Linked DNA regions of Mus musculus: all the other regions are linked to region 3. The links are chromatin contacts, called in public ChIA-PET maps. All regions are on one chromosome and are shown on one strand. The core of a region is the stretch at or near the end of the contact, and the rest is flanking DNA. Distances in the headings are between cores, read along the strand shown. Region 1 has its middle 7.3 kb from the start of Gm30941. Region 2 has its middle 8.0 kb from the start of 1700029M20Rik. Region 3 overlaps Nipal3 (NIPA-like domain containing 3).

Region 1 (4,697 bases), core at 1,448-3,947, 190 kb after region 3:
CTTCTCTCTGTAGGCAGAACGGAGGCCTCTAGTCCCAATCTGGCTGACACTCTTCACCTACGAACCCAGCAAAACTTTCCGAGGGTCATGTGCCAGCCCCCTTCAAACCCCCGGCGTCCCATCCCCAGTGGTCAAACCTCCCAGCCTTCCCTCAGAGTAAAGAGCCCATGATCAGTCCAGTGGGGGACCCCGCACCTTGAGTACCAGTCCATCAGCACTGCCTGTGCCATGGCGGCCAATGAGAATTTGAGTGCCGTTCTGTGTTGCCCTCGAACAGAGGCTGAAAATAGCCTAGGATCTTGTTCTGAGAAACGCCAGTTGCAGTTTGCAAGCTGGGGTACGTACGAGGTGGCCTGGGAAAGCTGCATCTGGGTATTGGTAGCTGTGTCTGCTGATGGCCAGAGCTGTCCTTTGTGATTAAACCATGAGGGTTGTTCCAATTTATCAGAAACTAAGGCCCCAGGAGCATTATCAACGACATGGGGCTCATTACAATACCATTTGCATTGTGGTTCTGACACCTTACCCTCTGCTGGCCTTTATAGAAGACCGGGGTGGGGACGGGGGATGGGCAGTAATACCTTAAAGGATGGCACCTAGGCCTCCATGACTTACCGATGAACACGCCATGAATCTCATAAATACTTACAAGAAACGGTTTGAAATCCAAAAGCCAGAGTCATCGTGCTATCCTGGCCACCAGGAGCGGCCCACTCCGATCTTGGAACGTTTGCCTTGCTTTGCTAAACAAACTCTGCCGAAGTGTTCTGCATCTAGTGACTGAATTCTGTCCTTTGAGAACACAATACGCCAGAGGACCCACCCCACCCAAATCCCATAACTGCAGGATCCACGGCTCGGAGGGACCCACGGATCGGTGGATTACGGCAGACTTACTCAGTGAGCTAGGTGCTCTCCCCACCTTCTGGAATAGAACATATCTCAGCCGTTGTTCTGAGACTCTGAGATCTGACATGGAGCAAGCTCTCATTCCACAGACTTATTATGTTGTTATAAAGTCAACCCTGAGCTGGCTCTGCCCTTTCTAGAATATTCTGTATCCCATCATTTCAAAGCTAGCTCAGGTACACGCTAGGCCCACCATGAGCCATCTTATTATCAAAAACAAAGCGAGAGCACCAGCTGCTGTGGTGAACATCTATAATGCCAGCGCTGGGGACGTGGGGTGGGGTGGGGGAGGATACTGAGGTTGAGACTAGCCTGGGCTACACAACAAGATCATCTCAAAAAAAAAAATAAGATAAATAATTCTTTTTTTTTTTTTGGTGACAGGGTTTCTCTGTGTAGCCCTGGCTGTCCTGGAACTCACTTTGTAGACCAGGCTGGCCTTGAACTCAGAAATCCGCCTGCCTCTGCCTCCCAAGTGCTGGGATTAAAGGCATGTGCCACCAACGCCCAGCCAAGATACACAATTCTAAGGCCATGTACATTTGGAAAACTGCAGGTGCTGGGAAATTGGGAAGTCTATTTACCACTAAAGGTTCTGAGAAGGCCTGCAGCATAGGGACTTGATTGAGCCCAAGATCCTAGGCTGCCAAATCTATGACCACAGGCGTCTCATGGCCCTAGTGGGTTGCTTTGCAGCTGGGTAACTGTGAATGCAGAGTTACTTCCAAAACATACTTTGGAAATATCTGTTCAAATCTAAAATATAATGATAGAGGTGTCTCTGTGTGTGTCCTTGTGTGAGCACGCACACATGTATGTGTGTGTGTGTGTCTGTGTGTACATGAGTTTGTGTGTGCATGTTTGTATGTGTATGTGTGCCTGCACATGTATGTATGTATGTGCATATATATGTGGGTGTGTACATGTGTACGCACATGTGCTTATATGTGTGTGTATGTGTGCATGCACATGTGTATGTGTGTATATATATGTGTGTGTGTGCACATGAGTGTGTGCATTATGTGTGTGTACGCACATGTATGTATGTGTATATATGTGTGGGTCTGTGTATGTTTACACACATGTGTGTACGTGTGTGTGCATGTATGTATGTCTGACTCATGCATGGGGAGGGAATTACCCACAAAGAGGAGCCCAATGCTATGAGCAAGGACTTGAGAGCCCTTCTGCCCCGCATTAGTATCTAGAAGTCGTTCACTCTTATGCTCATTTTCTCAGGGTCCTCTCTTCCTCTTGCTTCACAGAGGATAGGGCGAGCAGGGTGGTAGGGTCAATCTGAGAGGGCTTCCTGGAAGGAGTGTGGAGCTGACTGAGGAGGAGGAGGAGCATCCTGTGGCAGGGAGGAGGGCAGGGGTGAGCATGCCACACCCTCAGGACACTTGGCTCTTTGCACACTGTCAAAGCCAGCTGTTGGCTCTCTGCCCTGGCTTCCAGGTCTACAAACCTCTCCTGAGTCAGCTCTGGGTTCCAGCTGGGGAGGGGTCAGGCTCTTTCCTGCTTAGGGACCAGCGCCATCGTCAGGGCTACAAAGCTCTTCTCTCTTCCTCCAGGGTAGGGACTGCAGTGGGAGAGACAAGCTACAGTCAGCACAGTTGGGCTACTAAGGACTGTGTGCCTATAGTCACTTCCCCTAAGGAAAAGGCAGCCAACCCAGAACACAGAGACAGGGAGGGAACCCCCAGGGCAGGAACCTGACTCAGGCTTTCTCAGGTTCCTCTAGAGATCCCCTTGGCCAATCAGAGGAGTGAGGGGGGAAGGAAGTGGGTGCTACCACAGAGGTGGGAGAGGCTCTGAGCAGGTGCTGGCCAGCTCCATGGCCCAGCCCAGAGCTGGGAGCGGCTGGGTGCCTCCTTTCCACCCTCTCAGCTGACAGGGCAGGGCTACAGAGCATGCAGGGACCTGGGACCGAAACTAAGCAGTGTGTTCACCAGGGACCCTCTCCCAGGTGGGGACGCCAGACAGCTTTCAGCAACCCTGGAGCCTGCCCCGCCCAGGACTCAACCTCTAGAAACCAGACCAATATCCCAATATCCCCCTCGTGAAGCAATGACAGAGGGAGAGAGAGAAGGCCACGAGGACCGTCAGGGGGATCTTTACACAGAGTGCTTTTCTCTGTCCGTGTCTCAGCTCGGTGCTAGAATTACAGCAGAGACCCAGACTAGATTTGTCTTCTTAAAGGCTGGGGCCTTGGCCAAGTCCCTGCACCCCTGTATACCTCAGTGGTCTCCACTGACAGAAGGTTTCTTCCTCTCTTCAAGGTTTCTTCCTTTCTTCTTCCACCTGGTTCTTCAAGGACAAGCTGACTCAGCCTTGGCTGGAGGGATGAGACACCTGACGAGAAGCAGGTGCACGGTTGCCACAGACCCACAAGTGGCAGCAGCTGCTTTGCGAAGTCCCTATGTGGGGACCCTCAGCCTGCATCACACCCTAGTCTCCGTGTGTTCGGCTAACCCATCCTCTACCCCACCCACACTCTCACCTCCCACCTCCCATCCCCCACCCCCCACACCCATCAAAGGGGTCCCCAGCTCCAGAGCTGGAGAACGTCTAAGAGCAAATAAAACAGACCTTGGGCCCATTACAAAGGTTCTGACTCAAGGCTGGGCCAAAGATCTGTGGTCAAACGTGTATTGTGGATGCCTGGGTTCAGTCTCCAGCACAGACAAAAAGATGGGGGGGGGGTCACTGGGGCAAAGTGGAACACAGACACTAAATTTTTGCTTGTTTTTCAAACTTCTAGGACACAGACACTATTTTGTTTGTTGGTTTGTTTGTCAAACCATTATGAGCCTTTCCCATCCCACCTCCCCACACCCAGTGCTAGGAGTGGAACCCAGGGCCTTATGCATATGAGGCACCCCCCCTGTTACTGAGCCCCACCCCTAGCCTGTCAGAGTCCTAAAAGTAAAGTGACCGCTACAGCCAGAATAATCGTTTCTCTGTGTCTATTGGTGGAGAGTTCGCACAGAGAGTGTAGGGGTCAGACGACAACCTTGGCCGTTGTCCTCAGGGGCCTTCTACCTTTTGAGACTGTGTCTCTCATTGACCTGGAACTTCAGAGGCCAGGCTAGCTAGTCCTCAACCTTCTGTGGACCCATCTGCTGGTGTGTGTGTGTGTGTGTGTGTGTGTGTGTGTGTACGCATGCGCACATGCAGGTGTGGGAAGTCACAGGACACTGTCAGGAGTCAATTCTCTCCTATCTTTACACGGTTTCTGAGGCTCAAATGCAGGCTGTCAGGTTTGCTTGGCAAATGCTGTTAGGTGCTGAGGCATTTCACTGCGTGTACACACACACACACACACACACACACACACACACACACACACACCATATTGGCATTTTACCTGAATCCTGGGAATCTAATCTCATGTCCTTACAGTTGCTGGGCAAGGACTTTACATCTGAGCCATCTCCTGTCCTGGCTGGAATTGTTTTATTTTATTTTAAAGATTTATTTATTTTATGTGTTTGTGTTTATGTATGTGCCTATACATTTGTGTATATGTATATGTATGTTTGTGTATGTGTCTGTGTTTGAGTGTGTTTGTATATGTGTATGTTTATGTTTGTGTATGTGTATATGTATGTTTGTATATGTGTATGTATATGTGCATGTGTGAATGCCTGGATGTATGTGTATGTACTGTGTGTGTCTGCCTGGTGCCCACACAGGCCAGAAGATGGCATCGGAAACGCTGGAAATAGACTTACAGGCAGTTTTGAGCTGTCATGTGGGTGCTGGGAACTGAGCTCAGGTCCTCTGCC
Region 2 (4,218 bases), core at 506-3,005, 140 kb after region 3:
ATTTGGGAGAGCAGGTTCTGAGCCCTGTGCCCTGGCCTCAGTGGAGCTGGCAATGGTGAGGGGGTGTTGGTGATCCGGCCCCAAGGGCTTGAGTGTAGGAGTGCTTACCCTGCCTCTTTTCCATTGTGGTCTTGAGCACACGAGAGCTTGCCCTGCCCCTCACCAGCTGCAGCACTTGGAAGAGTAGGCCCTGCTCCTGGCCCAGACAGCTCAGTAGAGCTGACCCTGGGGGTGGGGAGTGGGTGAGGTCTTCCTGAGGGTGAGAGGACAGGATAGCTGGCCCCATGCCACTGGTCTGCCACGAGGTGGTGTGGGTTTGGGGTGATGCTCTCCCATCCCCATGGGTGCCCTCATGATACCTGTGGTGGTTAGAAGAACTAGGCTTCAGGGCATGAAAGAGCGGAAAGCTAGTCCTGCCTACTCCCTGGCTTTGGAGAGTGGCCCCTGTTCTTCACTTGGGCAGCACAGTTGAGCTGGCTCTGGAGGTGTGGGTGCAGGTGAAAAGCCCCAAGGACGTGAGAGCAGAACAGATCCTGCCTCCTGCCAATGGCAGCATTGGGTGGCCTAGCCCAAGCAGTGCTGGAGAGCTCACCCTGGTGGTGCTGATAAAGGAAGAGCCAGTGGGCTGACCAGCTCAGCTACCAGCCAGTCCCAGATCCAGGGCTCTGAAAGCACCACTCTCTGTGATCCAAACTGCAGGGTCTCCATGACACAGGGTCTCCATGACAACAGGATAACCGGAAGGAGGACCGGTGAGGATCCAATACTGATGGTGTCCCAGAAGCCAGAGCCTTGGAACCAGAGCAGTGACTCACTGCAATGACCATTTGCAAGTGAAGATGCGTGGACAGAGGGATAGACTGCAGGACACACCATGACACACTACAGCTTCCACGATGAGATGTTTTTTTATGCTTTGGTTTTTGTTTTGCTTTGTTTTGTCTTTTGTTTGTTTGTGTGTCCTTTATTTTGGGTGAGAGGTTGAAAGAGCCAAGGGTGGATATGAGGGGGCAGGGAGATGAGCGAGATTGGGCTGCGCGATGTGAAACTCACAAAGAATCAATTTTAAAAGTTTTTTTAAAAAAATTATAAAAAGTAATAAAGAAACATATAAACAGGAGAAGGCAAGGTTCTGTTGAAGACAGGGTGCTTGTCTTGCACTCACTGTTGCTTTGGGAACAAGCTAGACTGGCTACTGAGGATTCTTCGTTCCCTGAGCTGCTCCAAACGTTTCAAAGGTGTTGACATGCCAGCAACTCTCAGGTGTTTTCTTCCAAATTGCAAGGAGCTCTTGGGGTTCCCAAGCGGGGGAGGGGAGGCAGGAGGGGTGAATGGGGAGCTCTTACGGTTCCAAGGGTCAGGGGTAGGGGGAGAAGGGTGGGAGAGGAGGAAGGGGCGGGGTCGGATATAGAAAGCCAACGGAGAGACACCCCACCATCCCAAAGGCTGACCCTGCTGGAGACAGGAAGCCGTGCGGCTCCCACTGCTCAATTTGCATTTCCCTGGTTACTAAGAAGGTGACCCATTCTGTCTGTCCTTCCCTGGCTGTTTGGGTTTCCTGCTTCTGAGGTGCTTGCTCAGGCCTTTGGTTTTTTCTTTTTCTTTTTTTTCTGTGACTTCCTTCTCATTTCACACAGGAAGAAACTACAGTTAAAAAAAAAAAACAAAAAAAACTTAGAGTGATTTGCATACAGTTAGGGAACTGATTTACATGCGAGGCAGAAAGCCGTGTTAGCTATCACACAGTGCTTGCTCAAGACCTGGTGGAATGAATTTAAAAGAACAGAGAGGCGCCTCGCCAGGTGTCAGAAGGAGCATGCGCCCCAGAGTCCGCGGCCTGCCGTGCTACTGCAGCGGCAAACCTGCTCTGTCCCTTGTTCCTATGTGATGTGAGCAGACCCTGGGCTCCTCCAAGCCTGGCTATCCTAGCAGGAGAATAAGCCTCTCCAGGTAAATGGGAACACTTAGCTAGCAGCGGAGCTGCTGTGCTATATAGCTCAGCAAGATCTATTTCCCCCCTCTCCCTCTCCACGCACGTGACTGTGGGCTCCAAATCAAATGGCATGGGGGGTCGCCACGACTTCAGTGTGTCTTCCCACAGTCCATACATTGGAAAGTTGGTCCCTAGTGCGAAAGTGTTGGGAGCTGACTGGGCCACAGATTAACTAGGTTAGTTGTCGGCCGGAGCGAGTAGGTTTTTCTCTCCTACTTTCTGGCCATGTGGCCGATGCTGTCCACTGTGTGACCTCCCTAAGCTAGGAGGTGGTGGTGCTCACCTTTAATCTCAGCACCCAGGATGGGGCAAGAAGAGCTCTGTGTGTTTGAGGACAGCCAAGGCTGCACAGAGAGACCCTATCTTGAGAAACTGAAGAACAAACAAACAAACAACAAAGAGAAGACCTTCCCCAGATTCAGCTTCTACCCCTCAGCCTCAGTCTGGAAGGAATAGATTTATTTTCTTCGGTAATTACCCAGCCTGATACACCCTATTATAGCTGCAGGAACAGATATGCCAGGTATGCTGGGAGAGGCTGGATCGCTCTCCAGGTCACCCAGTCCTGATGCTCAGCCGTGGGCCAGTGTATTAACCTTATCAGGTGAACGGGGCTTTGTGGATGTAATTAGGTTAGAGACCTTGAGGTGAGAGGTCAGGAGGCCGAGAGGATCATGGGAAAGGAGGCAAGGTCAAAGGTGAGGAGGTCAGGAGGGACTCTATGAGGATGAGGGTAGAGAGACACACCTTGGTGACGCCTGTGGTCCAAGGGATGATGACCACCTCTGGAAGCTGGAGAAGGGGAGGGAAAGATTCTCTCCTGCATCTTTGGAAGGATAGTAGCTGCTGGAGTTGGCTTTGCGAAACCTACTTTGGACTTCTGACCCCTGAAATGTAAGAGAATTAATTGGTCTCGATTTGTGTCTGCTGTGCTGAGGACAGAACTCAGGGAGGGTCTCCGCATGCTCCATAAACCCTAACCTCAGTCCTTAGCATTGTCTTGGGCCACTAAATGGGGGTAATTCTTACCACGGTGGCAGGAAATCGATATGGCAGTGTAAGACTGACGAGCCTTAGCTACTGGGACTCCCCACCGCCACCCCCACCCTCCTGTCCCCCCAGTGAATAACTTGTAGCTGGGGATAGATGCAAAAGCAAGAGGAATTTATTGTTTCAGTGCGCTGGGAGCACCCTGCACCCAAAGGAGAGGAGGCGACCTCAAGCAGCCCATTCAGCCAGTTTTTATACAGTTTTCAGGGGTAGAATAGAGCAACAGCCACTAGGCACAATGTGATTGGCAGAACAGTGTGACTTTTAAACTGATTGGTCCTTAGGGGATGAGGCAGCAAGGACTTCCCTTGTCTGTAGGTGGCCAGTGGTTGGTCCACCCTATGGTTTTCCTGAGAAATGCAGTTCAGGAAGGGAGGGGTGCCTAGGTGCTCCAACAACCTCCTCTCCCTTCTAGGAAGGGAGGGGTCTTTATGCTCTGGGGTCTGGTGGATTTTCCAAATGCCCTGAGCTGACCTCTTCAGCATCTCAGAAGGGTTAAGTCTTCTAAAGGGGAGGAAAAACTTCATAGTGAAGAAACAACAACAGCCTCTACTTTTAGAGTCCTTTTTTAAAAAATATATATTTATTTATTTTTATGTATATGAATACACTGTAGGTGGACAGATGGTTGTGAGCCTTCATATGGTTGTTGGGAATTGAATTTTTAGGACCTCTGCTCACTCCAGTCAACCCAGTCTCTTTGGTTGGCCCTGCTCGCTCAGGTCAACTCTGCTTGCTCAGTCCCTGCTTTCTCTGACCCAAAGATTCATTTATTATTATACATAAGTACACTGTAGCTGTCTTCAGATGTGTTAGATCTCATTACAGGTGGTTGTGAGCCACCATGTGGTTGGTGGGATTTGAACTCAGGACCTTCGGAAAAGCAGTCAGTGCTCTTATCTGCTGAGCCATCTCACCAGTCCCAGAACTCTAGTTCTAAATGATCTGTTTCAGTGTCCCACAATAGGTTGGAGGGACCACTCAGAGGTTAAGAGCACTTGCTGCTTTTGTAGAGAACAAGTTTGGTTCCTAGCACCCACACTGGGACAGCTCACAATTACTCGTAACTCTAGCTACAGAGGATCTGACACCCTCTTCTGGCCTCTGTGGGTACTACACACACACACACACACACACACACACACACACACGGTACCCACATCCATACAGGCACA
Region 3 (4,485 bases), core at 40-2,539:
AACGGCCAGCTCACAAGGTGCCTGGCGATGTTCTCGCCTGTCATCTTCTCATGACTGTTGGGTGCAAATGTCACTAGCAGGTAGGTGCCCACGATGGCCAAGCCGCAGCCAACAAAGGACAAGACATAGCGTCCTGTGCGGAAGCAGGGAGAATTGGTCAGAGCCTCGGGCATGGCTCAGGTGCATCGGAGAGGTCTTAGCAAGTCAGGGCAGTTTTTGCCTGTGTGCTGGCTACTTTTAGGTCAACTTGACACAAGCTAGAGTCATCTGAAGTGGGGGAACCTCAATTGAGAAATGCCTCAGTAGGATCTGTCTGTTGGCAGACTTGTAGGCATTTTCTTAATTGCAGATTGATGGGGAGGGCCTAGCCCACTGTGGGTGGGGCTTGTGGTTCTATAAGACAGCAGGGCTGTAAGCAGCACTAATGAGTCCTGGTGCCTTCAGAGATGAGAGGGAATTAGATCCCCTGGAACTGGAGTTATAGACAGTTGTGATCCACCATGTGGGTGCCAGGGATTGAATCCAGGTCCTCTGCAAGAACACCAAGTGCTCTTAACCACTGAGCATTTTGTCCAGGTCCCCTTAATGTATGTGTGTTTTACAGATTGTTCTCTTACTTGATTTGAATCATTTTACAAAAACTTTTAAAACTTTATTTTGTGTGTGTGTTTTGCCTATACAGAGTTACAGATGGTTGTGAGCTGTCACATGGGTGCTTAAAACCAACCCCAGGTCCTCTGCAAGAGCAGCCAGTGCTCTTAACCACTGAGCCATCCCTCCAGCCCGTTATTTTAAGATTTATTTTTATTTATGTGAATGTGTGTGTATTTGTATGCTGCCTTTGTGAAGTCACAGATATGTGATATCATGCCTGGAGCGTTTTTATAATGCTATTGGGGGAGGTACATCAGAGCCTCTTCACACATGCGCATCATGAACTTTGTGCACATTCATTCCCTTAAATGCCATTCTAAAAACCTTAACTAAACCAGCTGTGTGGCACACACCTTTAATTCCAGCACTTGGGAGGCAGAGGAAGGAGGATCTCTGAGTTCGAGACCAGCCTGGTCTACAGAGTGAGTTCCAGGACAGCCAGGGCTATACAGGAAAAAATAAAAAAAAACTGTCATGGAAAACTAACTAACCAACCAACTAAACCCAAACCAAAAACCAAACCAAACCTTAACAAAACTCTGATGAAGGTCGCATGTGCTCATTCACACAGGAAGTGCTAGAGGGAGTCTTGAAGTGAGCAGGGGTACCACACCCATATCCCCAGCACCCAAGTCAGGAAAGGAGACATCAGGAGTGTCCCAGTTCCCACAGCCTGCCACAGGGTAGCATGGCCCCTGAGCAGTGACACTGCTCACTGAGGTTTGAGTGACACTGAGGGTGTCAACTGCTTTGGCTTTTTGTTGTTGTTGTTTTTGGTGTTTTGGTTTTTTTTTTTTTTTTTTTTCGAGACAGGGTTTCTCTGTATAGCCCTGGTTTTCCTGGAACTCACTCTGTAGACCAGGCTGGCCTCAAACTCAGAAATCTGCCTGCCTGTGCCTCCCAAGTGCTGGGATTAAAGGCATGCGCCATCACTGCCTGGCTGTTTTGGCTTTCGGTAGACATGGACCTGTGGGGTCTCTTTGGGTCACTCAGCAGGTGTTTGTGAGGCCCATCTGTGTCCTGTGCCAACTGGGTTCATTCACTCTTGCCTGCCTAGCAGTGGGCCATGTGACAGCGACTGTTCTGCTGGGCCCTGTCTGCAGCCTTGGGTTGTATAGACTATGCCCCAACCATAAAGTTATTTCATTGCTACTTCATATTGTAATATTGCTATTGTTATGAATTGTGCTGTAAACAACTGACATGCAGGCTAACTGATATGTGACCTCTGTGAAAAGGTCATTTGACCCCACAGGTTGAGAACCCCAGTGTAAGGGTTCTGTTTGTGTTCTTGGTTACTCTTATGGTATACTCTTAATGTCTTGTAGCCATTCTGGGGGCGGGTGGGGACTAAGTTCACCTTTAGGTTTTCCAGTACTGGGAGTGGAACCAGAACCTTGAGCACTGGGCAAGCTCTCCCACTGAGCCCAAGCCCCTGCACGGTGGTTCTTATGTGCATTTGAGAGGGAAGTTCCAACCTAGAATCCCTCTGTGGGCAAGCTAAGAAGGAAATAAAACTCCTAAAGCAAACAAAGGGTAACTTTTAAGAGGGACTTTGTCCCTTTCCAACCTCTATTTAACCTGCTCTTAAGGATCACCTTTAGGGCTATTGTTAGTCTGCCCTGAGGCCTCCTGGGGACCATCAATGGGACCCAGGACAGAGTGGAGGCTAAGAGACCTATGTTTCTTCCCTGGTGGCCTATCATACTCCAATGGGGAAGGTCCAGCTCAGACTTGGCCAGCTGTGGGCTAGCACACACTGCACTCACGTTAGACTACGGTCTCCTGAGAGCAGTGCTCCAGGCCCTACTGACACCCCCATGACACAGTGTGACTGGTGTCCAGTGGAGGGACCTCGATTGACACTAAAGCCCCTTGATCTACGGAGTCCATGTTTCTCAGTTGGTCAGGATTATCTATAAACAAATTAAACATGGGACTTCCATCTTTTTCCTCCCTTCTGTCCTTCTAAATGGTTTGAGACAATACTTCTGGGTCAATACCTTGACTCTGTAAACCCAGATGATACCTTGGGGCTTGGGGACCAGGCCCAGGTCTAACTGAGCGGAGGGATATTTTGAGGGACTATGATCAGGTTTCCTGGGCTGCGAGCTCAAACTCAGCCTTATCTGTAATGAACTAAAGGTTTCTGGCTTCTAGGTTTGACTCTTGTGGATTTAAAACTCGATCTCTCCAGCCCCTGGGTTTTTCTAAGTCTCCAACAACAAAGTCCCAAGCTGTATAGACTGCAGGAATGAAGGAAGGGTAATTTTCTACTGGGCCACAGACAATTCTGATGGGTAGCTGGGCTTGGGTTATTTAATGTTAACATCCCAGGAGTATGGAACCCAGAGGGGAGCAGGTATCAGAGCATCTTTCCATGGCGGGGGTGGGGATGGAGGAGGTGGAAGGGGGAGGGGAGGGGCTCCATCAGAGACTTACTCACAAAGTCCTTAGGTTTCCATTTTTCCTTGATGAATATGATTCCGATGATGGCGCTTGCTGGAAAAAGCCAAACAGAGGCGTGAGGCTGTTGCCAGGCAGAGGGCGCCTCTTACCTACACTCTCCCCGTGGCTCATTTCCACACAGCCTCTTACACATGTTCCGCATGCTCCCCAGAGACCTTTAGAGCTTGCTCTCCTTCAGCCTCAGACTCTCCATCTGGGAGTGGGGACCTTCTAGAGCCTTCTGTGGCATCTCTCATAAGCCAGGGCCCTGGGCCGAGAGGGCCCACTGTCGCGAGAGGTAACTTACATGTGTGACTTTGGACATGCTCACCCTGAGAGGTGGGCACCACTGTTAAGTCTTCTTTGGTAAATGGGGATACTGAGGCAAAAGGGGTGAAGCTGGTATGAAAAGGCAAGATTTGAAATCAGGATCGTGGGGGCCAGAGCCTTTCTTCTTCTACTACTGTATCCTCCCTCTCCCATGATGCTCGGCCCTCCCTGACTACTGCAGAGTCACAGCTTTAAGCTCCTGTGATCATCGTACTGGGCAGGCCTGGCAGCCACTGTGAATGACTTCATTACTAGCCCAGCTCTGCCTCTGCTGGCTGGGTGACCTTGGGGAAGTCAGCTTTGCCTCTGCCGGCTGGGTGACCCTGGGGAAGTCACCTCACTAGTGACAGCCTTCTAAGAGAACGTGTTCTGGGTCCGGCTGCATCATATTCTGCCACACACTCAGGAGGCCACTGGTGGAGGTCGCTGTTGACCGGATGCGCCTACACCGTGCAGCTCAGCAAACTCTGAGAGAAGGGGCCTTCTCTCCAGTCTTATTGACTACGCCCATGGCCACCTTCCTCTCTACTTCTCTTCCCACCTCAGAACAGTCCACAGACCCTACTGAAAACTCCTTCTCTGACTTATAGGATAATAACTGCAAATCATTTATCACACAGTAAATGCTCAATATGAAACAATTCTTGTTATTGAACGGTGACAGAAAACTCACAGGTGGCCAGCGGATGAGCCGTTGTATTAAATTTATTTCTCACTGCGTAGTCTCTGTAGCCCAAAGAACACCTTAAAATCCAGTGGCTGACTGTCGCCCCCTCCCCCAATCTTGGCACAATTTACCCTACTTACCTATTTATCTTGTCAATGGGGCTCAAAACCAGGGCCTGGTACCAACCAGGCCCTCATCTCTGGCCTCTACGTTTGAAGGATTTGGTTACTTATTTGAAAGCAAAGACTCTGATCACTTATGCCTCACTGTGAATGAAGTCCCTGAGGGGTCTTTGGAGACCCCAAGCAGCGGGCAGAAGGGAGACAAGGATGTAATTCTATCAGTGGGGCTGGGTGGAGCCCTGAATGCAGGAAGCAATCCAGAGA

The links. ChIA-PET counts read pairs in DNA pulled down with a chosen protein or histone mark.
Region 1: a contact with region 3 is called in an RNA polymerase II ChIA-PET map of memory CD8 T cells, with 10 read pairs. The contact joins two enhancer-like sites. A contact is called at or near these places in 1 of 15 datasets of contacts at CTCF or cohesin (large pre-B cells), 2 of 484 Hi-C or Micro-C datasets (bone marrow-derived macrophages and embryonic fibroblasts), 5 of 115 datasets of contacts at active chromatin or transcription factors (embryonic basal ganglia, embryonic stem cells, hepatocytes and 1 more) and 3 of 9 other capture datasets (adipose tissue, liver and pancreatic islet).
Region 2: an RNA polymerase II ChIA-PET map of memory CD8 T cells shows a contact between it and region 3, with 11 read pairs. The contact joins two enhancer-like sites. A contact is called at or near these places in 2 of 115 datasets of contacts at active chromatin or transcription factors (embryonic stem cells and memory CD8 T cells) and 2 of 9 other capture datasets (adipose tissue and liver).

The regions. Positions count from the first base shown.
Region 1 is chr4:135,658,909-135,663,605 of GRCm38.p6, forward strand. No RefSeq gene overlaps it. Among named protein-coding and RNA genes, the nearest start is that of Gm30941, 7.3 kb to the left of the region's middle. Within about 2 kb of position 2,698, at least 69 of the 459 cell types and tissues checked have an H3K27ac peak or open chromatin away from gene starts, as enhancers often do. A contact at or near this core is called in memory CD8 T cells, where this site is marked.
Region 2 is chr4:135,616,551-135,620,768 of GRCm38.p6, forward strand. No RefSeq gene overlaps it. Among named protein-coding and RNA genes, the nearest start is that of 1700029M20Rik, 8.0 kb to the right of the region's middle. Within about 2 kb of position 1,756, at least 53 of the 459 cell types and tissues checked have an H3K27ac peak or open chromatin away from gene starts, as enhancers often do. A contact at or near this core is called in memory CD8 T cells, where this site is marked.
Region 3 is chr4:135,474,337-135,478,821 of GRCm38.p6, forward strand. It overlaps Nipal3 (NIPA-like domain containing 3), which reads right to left. Exons shown (of 12, transcript NM_028995.4): 5 at 3,097-3,156; 6 at 1-133. Among named protein-coding and RNA genes, the nearest start is that of Nipal3, 18 kb to the right of the region's middle. Within about 2 kb of position 1,290, at least 14 of the 459 cell types and tissues checked have an H3K27ac peak or open chromatin away from gene starts, as enhancers often do. A contact at or near this core is called in memory CD8 T cells, where this site is marked.